Linked DNA regions of Sus scrofa: region 2 is linked to region 1. Evidence: chromatin contacts called from public HiChIP or PLAC-seq data. All regions are on one chromosome and are shown on one strand. The core of a region is the stretch at or near the end of the contact, and the rest is flanking DNA. Distances in the headings are between cores, read along the strand shown. Region 1 holds the start of NUP214 (nuclear pore complex protein Nup214). Region 2 holds the start of FAM78A (protein FAM78A).

Region 1 (3,147 bases), core at 259-2,758:
GCTGGCCTACACCACAGTTACAGCAACGCCGGATCCTTAACTCACTAAGTGAGTCCAGGGATCAAACCCGAAACCTCATGGTTCCTAATCGGATTTGTTTCCACTGGGCCCCGACGGGAACTCCCCTACTTGGGTCTTGTAACCAGTAACCCAGGAAGGTGGTTGTTCTTAAACCTCTTCATCCTTCTGCCCCAGCATATCTGAGGAACATGGCACACTCACTGGGTGGCTCATCCAGGGCAGTGATTCTCAAGGAGAAAGAGAGCATCACAGCTCTAAACATGGTATGGATTACTACGCTTTAAATGCACTTCAGTGATTAGTTGTTCAGATACCTAAAGTCTTCCTACAACACAGTCCTGTTTTCTTGTGAATTCCCTCTCATCATTTGGCTCAGCTGGCCCGCTCAAGTGTTCTGACTTCAGGTTGATTTCCAGGACCAAAAGAGTCCTCCAGTTCCAGTTAACTAAAGCTCTTACAAGGTTCAGTGATGAACGGGCAAGCCTGGACCACCTTACAGAAGTACTGGCACCTGAGAGAGGGTCTTGAAAACACTAACGACAAACACCTAAATTTCTGCACGCTTGTCAAATGAGGCTTTGGGCAAGTTACTTTCTGAGCCTCAACTTGCTACTCTATATTAACAAGCACTTCGTAAGTTGCTGTGATAATTATCAGTGCCTGGCATAAAGCAAACGCTCGATACACAGTGGTTATGACCACTACTCCGACCACCACATTAGAGTAGGTAGGAGAAGAGTTCCCTTGTGGTCTAGCGGTTAAAGGATCCAGAGTTGTCACTGCAGCAGCTCGGGTTCGATCCCTGGACCAAAAACTTCCGCAAGCCGCGAGCGCGGCCAAAAAAAAAAGCGTAGTTAGGATAACTCAAGAAGCTCAGACAAGACCAACTAGGGCGGCAAAACTGCATTCAGTGGGGCTTTTACGCCGGCGGCACGGCAGAGCTCTCCAGGACGCGTTGGTGAGAACCGTGAGCCCGGCAAACAGTTCGAGCTGCAGGCGGGGGGCGGGGCAGCCGACACTCGCGTCTCGCAGGCAACACCTGAACTAAGAAAGGGGGGGAGGCCCCGGCCAGTGTCTGACCTTCATCTCCCGCTCGGGGATCACGGCGTCCATCTCGTCTCCCATCTCGCCGCTCTCAACTGGTCAAAGCAGCCACCGCGGCTGCCCGGGGCCTCGCCAACACTACCCAGGCGCTTCCAGGCCAACTTCCTTTCTTCAGGTTGAGCAGCGCTCCGCAGATTACGTACTTCCGGCGCGCATTGGTGACGTCAAGCTCCTCGGTCCGCGGACCTGTGAAGGGAGGCTGAGGGCCCTTCTGAAGTCTTGAGCCCTCCTGGCCGCCGCCTCCCATTGGCTGGCTTGGACCGAGTAGGGGGCGTGGCCCGGGAGCTGGGGCGCCTGCGCGCGGGAGGTCCGGTTGCAGCAGCCGCTTTAGCAGGTGGCGCGGTTTCGCTTTCGTTCTTTGAGCGGTGCACCTGCAGGGCCTCCACGCTCGTTTAATGGAAACGACACTGTAATCTGTGGATGTAGGTGGTTATTAATAGCTCCAATTGTAGAGAAGTTAGGAACTTGACAAATACTTCCAAGGGGCAGCTCCTGAGAAGGGCTTTGGAGGCCGGGAGAGTGGAGGGAAAAGTGCGGGAAGTTGGTGAGGTGGGTGTCGCCAGCGAGACTCTTCTGTGTCTAATGGCTGAAAGGGGAGATTAGAGGGCACCAGTGATTAGCTTTGTTTACGCCTTTCAAGGTAATCGTTTCCGGTGCAAGGGCCCAAAAACTGGGCAAAACACTATTTAATTTATGGTTTTTAGGCCCCGCCTGTGTGGCATATGGAAGTTCCCAGGCTAGGGGTCTAATTAGAGCTACAACGGGCAGCCTACACAGCAGGCCACAGCAACGCGAGATCCCCGACCCCACCGAGCCAGGCCAGGGATGGAACCCGCATGGTCCTGGATACTAGCCAGATTTATTTCCGCTGTGCCACAACGGGAACTCCCACAAAACACTTTAGATGTGTTGTTTACTCTTCAGTAGTCACCTAGGGGTTGTCACTGCCATTTAATTGATTGAGGTGACTGGAAGCACAGAGGAGTTAAGAAAATTCCCCAGTGCCCCTCAAGTGGTGAAGGCAGGATTAGAGTTCGGCTTGTCTGAATATACTGATTGCTGACTATGACACAGTCCTACGTAGAGATTTTTGCAGTGGAACTGTAAATGCTCTAGGACAGAGATTCTTAGCTTGGAGGCTGTGATCAGCTCCCGGGAAGATGGGGGGAGGGGTACGTATTCTGTCACTGCTTGGTTTTCAGCAGACTCCTCATCTGCTCCAAGCCTGCTTCTCATTTCTCAAACAAAAATGACATAATGGAACCTTACTCATGGGGTTGCTATGAGAAGCAAAGGAAGTTCAACGTTTAACAGCACCTGGCACACAGGACACATTCTTTTAGTCTGTCACTATATCAGCTAGTGCTTCTCAGTTTACTAAGGCCCAGAACCACCCCCAAAATACACCAATCAAGACGTTGATAAGTTTGTTTTATTTCCATTCTGTAGAGATATCTGGTACCGCACACACTCACATGCATACATACACACATACTGCATCCACCTGAATTTGCCCCATACACTCCCTCCTTTCCAATGGCAGGGGTGAAGCCATATTGGCAGCCCCCAAGTTGCTGGTTATATTAGTTAGATTTGGTCTTTCAGAGAGGAAACAGCGGAACTTCTAAGAAGCTGAGCCCATGGCCAGAAAAATAAGAGTCCTAGAGCTAATGGCCACAACCTGAAATACACACACACACACACACACACACACACACACACACACACACACACACACACACACACACACACACACACACACACACACACACACACACACACACACACACACACACACACACACACACACACACACACACACACACACACACACACACACACACACACACACACACACACACACACACACACACACACCCTTTCCAGGGACCACTCTTGAGACCCAGGAGCTGAGTTCCAAGACACGTGAAGGAACCGAGGGGGTTTCCCAGGACACTCCCTATCCAATGAGGACGCTTTCCCACCCTTTCTAGCAGCTGGGGACATGCCCACCTGCTCTCC
Region 2 (3,147 bases), core at 431-2,930, 150 kb before region 1:
GCTTCCAGGATCACACTCCTTTTGAACCTCTGCACACAGACGGCCTCGATCCCAGTCTCCAGTTGGGACACCTGCCTGGGTGGGGTCTTGGGCAAGTCTCGGAATCTTCTAGCTTTGGAGTCCTGCTCTGTGAAATACACATGATAGGCCTCCTACCCAGGGGTGGCTGATGGTGGATGAAATGATCAAGCCTGTACAGTGCCCATCACGGCTGGGGCCCAACAGGCCTGACCATCTGCCAGGGCGCCAAGATGCCCAGCACAGAGCACAGCAACACAGAGACCCTCTCCTCAAACTTCTCTCCCCACCCCCAACGTCCCAGCCCTGGAGCCTCCCAGAGCCCTGCACCGTTTTCACCCAGCCAGGCCCCACTGCTGCCAGGAGTGCCAGGGAAGCGCAACCCCTCTCCGCCTGCCCTGAGCCCCGCAAAACCTGCCGAGTTCAAAGGACACGAGGAGCAGCCCACCTGGACCCGAGACAGAAGCCGAACTACACTACCCAGAATTCCCGGGGCGGCCAGAAAGGAAATGTCGTTTCTGCAAGGAGAGGCTCAGCTCCCCCAGCAGCTGCAGAGAGCGAGGGAGCGAGAGGGGGGAGAGGGGGAGAGGATTATCAGGGGGAGGCGGGCTGAGTGCGGGAGCGAGGGTGGAGAGCAGGGCGGGCGGCGAGGAGGAGGCGGCGCCCGCCCGCCGCCGCCGCCGCCGCCGCCGCCGCCTGCGGACCTGCATCCCCGCGGGGCCGGCGAGCGGGCGGCGGTCCCTGCGTGCGCTGCGCTCCGGCCGGCGGCTGCGGGCGGACCCGGGGCCAGGCTGGTGCAGGGGCTGAGTTTCTGCAAAGTTTGACCTGGTTGCCTTTCCGATGCTGCAGCAGAGCAGGCAGCGCGGGGCGCGCCAGGCGGCTGCGGCGCGGCGGCGGGGCTGAGCGGCGACAGCATGCTCACAATGATCATAAAATAAAAGCAGGCGCGCGGGGTGGGGACGAGAGAGCCACCAGCCTCACCCCTCCGCCCCCGGCCACCCCCCAGCAGCCCGAGCTAGGAGAACGTGGGGGCCGGGGGCGCCCACGCCGGCCCCGGACCCCAGTAGAGCTAAAGGACCCTGCCCGGGGAAGGGGGTGGGGGCGCCCGGAGGACGTGCCTGCGGCGGGGTCAGGCGCGTCCGGAGGGCGGCGGCCCTGGCACGCGGAGCGGCCCGAGGGGCAGGTGAGTCGGCTGCGCTGCCCGGGTGGGGGCGTGCGCGCCAAAGTTCCCCGGCAGTGGCGAGCGCGCCGGACGCGCGGGGATCGGGGGCCGCTCGGGGCTGGCGAGGTGGGGACAGAGGCGCCGGACGCGGCGGGGCTGAGGCACTGCACTCTCCGGAGTCGGGGGACCCCGGCCCGGGAAGGGGCGTGAGCCCGATCAGACCCGCCTGCGGGGAGGCACTGCGCCCCCAGGGGCCCAGAAGGGCCCGGACGGGGAAGGGGCGGCTGCGCCGGCGGCGGGGCGGTGGGGACAGTGCCAGGACCTGAAAGTCCACAAGGCTCACTGCAGTGCCAGCCGGTCGCCCCCCGACCCCGCCTCCGGACGGAGAGGTGTCAGCGGAGATGTCACGGGCGGCGATTATTCGCTGGTGCGCGCGGTGGTGTGCCCGCCACTGACGGGGCGGGAGCGGGGGGGGGGGGGGCGCCGCCTCCGGGGAGACCGCCCAGAGCTGCGCCGTCAGCTCTGCAGCCCGCGCCCTGCGCACACGCGTCGCCGCCCCGCGGGCCCCCCGCAGCAAAGTTCGGCTCAACTTTGAGGCGGGCCTTGACGCCCTGTCCCTTCCACCTCCCACCAGGTCCTCGGCGGCCGCGGCGAACCAGGCAGCGGCCCGATCGCAGCCCCGGGTCCCCGCACGGCGGCGGGCAGCGCCAGCGCCAGCGGCGAAGGGGACGCGGTGCGTTCGCGTGGGGGGCTTCGGCCCGCGCCCGCGAGTGGGCGCCGACGGGGACCCGCGCAGCGCCGCGCTCTCCTCGGGGACGCTGCGGGCGACCGGAGCCGGGAGCTCGCCTCCTGGAAGCCCCCGAAGGCGCCCGGACCTCGGCGGATTGAACAGTATCTACCGCTCTTCCATTGATTCGGCCGGGCTGGGCGAGCGGCCGGCTGCCTGTGCCCCGAGCGCGCGTGCGGAAGGCAGAAGGGCAGGAAGTCGATCTTGTGCAGCGAGGGTGGCGGCACCGCGCAGGGGACCGCCGGAGCCTTCCTTATTTATGTGTCTGCCGGCATTTGCCTTCTTCTCCCAAGACTTCAGGGAGCGTCTCTGAGCTGCGTTCCCCACGCGTGAGGCACGGAAGGGCTGGATGTCTGAACAATATGATTATCCACTAACCTCCAAACTCTCCTTTTTTTAACCCAAAGAATATCGGTGATTTTTGTCCACTGCTAGCAGAAGAAGAGAGAACCCAAGGCCCTTGAAATGCAGCAAAATCCTTATTTATAAAAACAGGCCCTAGGTAGTGATATGCAAAGCCCCTCTGCTCAGTGAGTTTTCTATCCTATGGATATCGGCCTTGAGATTTGAGACTGGAGAGCAGTACCGTCTGCACTGGGTCCCGCAGCCTCCGTCCTTTCAATGCCCAGTTTCCTCTGGGACTGCTGGCCTTCCCTGGAGATCAGAGCGGTACTGTGTGCCATGGGCTGTATTCAGAGCATCGGGGGCAAAGCCAGAGTCTTCCGGGAAGGCATCACGGTGATTGACGTGAAGGCCTCTATCGACCCCATCCCCACCAGCATCGATGAGTCCTCCAGCGTGGTGCTCCGCTACCGGACACCCCACTTCCGTGCCTCTGCCCAGGTGGTCATGCCACCCATCCCCAAGAAGGAGACCTGGATAGTTGGCTGGATTCAGGCGTGCAGCCACATGGAGTTCTACAACCAGTATGGGGAGCAGGGCATGTGAGTACCGCTTAGGAGCAAGCTCCAGGGGCCGCTTGGGGTCGGGGAGCTGGGAGGCCGGGGTGTGGGTGGCGTTCCAGAGGGGTCTCGCCAAGGCCAGAGGGGAGCGGTAGGCAGACATGGCAGTGGCCTCTGAAGCCTCCTTGGCCAGGGGCACTAGAGGGCTTGTCTGCTGATTCACACTGGGGTCCTGGCTCTAGGACCTTCCCTTCCACTGTCCCTGGCCCCTGGGGTTC

What was found. HiChIP or PLAC-seq counts read pairs in DNA pulled down with a chosen protein or histone mark.
Region 2: an H3K27ac HiChIP or PLAC-seq map of alveolar macrophages shows a contact between it and region 1. The contact joins the promoter of FAM78A here to the promoter of NUP214 in region 1. A contact is called at or near these places in 2 of 2 datasets of contacts at active chromatin or transcription factors (alveolar macrophages and skeletal muscle).

What each region holds. Positions count from the first base shown.
Region 1 is chr1:271,102,199-271,105,345 of Sscrofa11.1, reverse strand. It overlaps NUP214 (nuclear pore complex protein Nup214), which reads right to left and starts at 1,508. Exons shown (of 35, transcript XR_002337892.1): 1 at 1,102-1,508.
Region 2 is chr1:271,256,372-271,259,518 of Sscrofa11.1, reverse strand. FAM78A (protein FAM78A) reads left to right here and starts at 1,680. Exons shown (of 2, transcript XM_013993942.2): 1 at 1,680-2,911. The coding sequence starts at 2,589.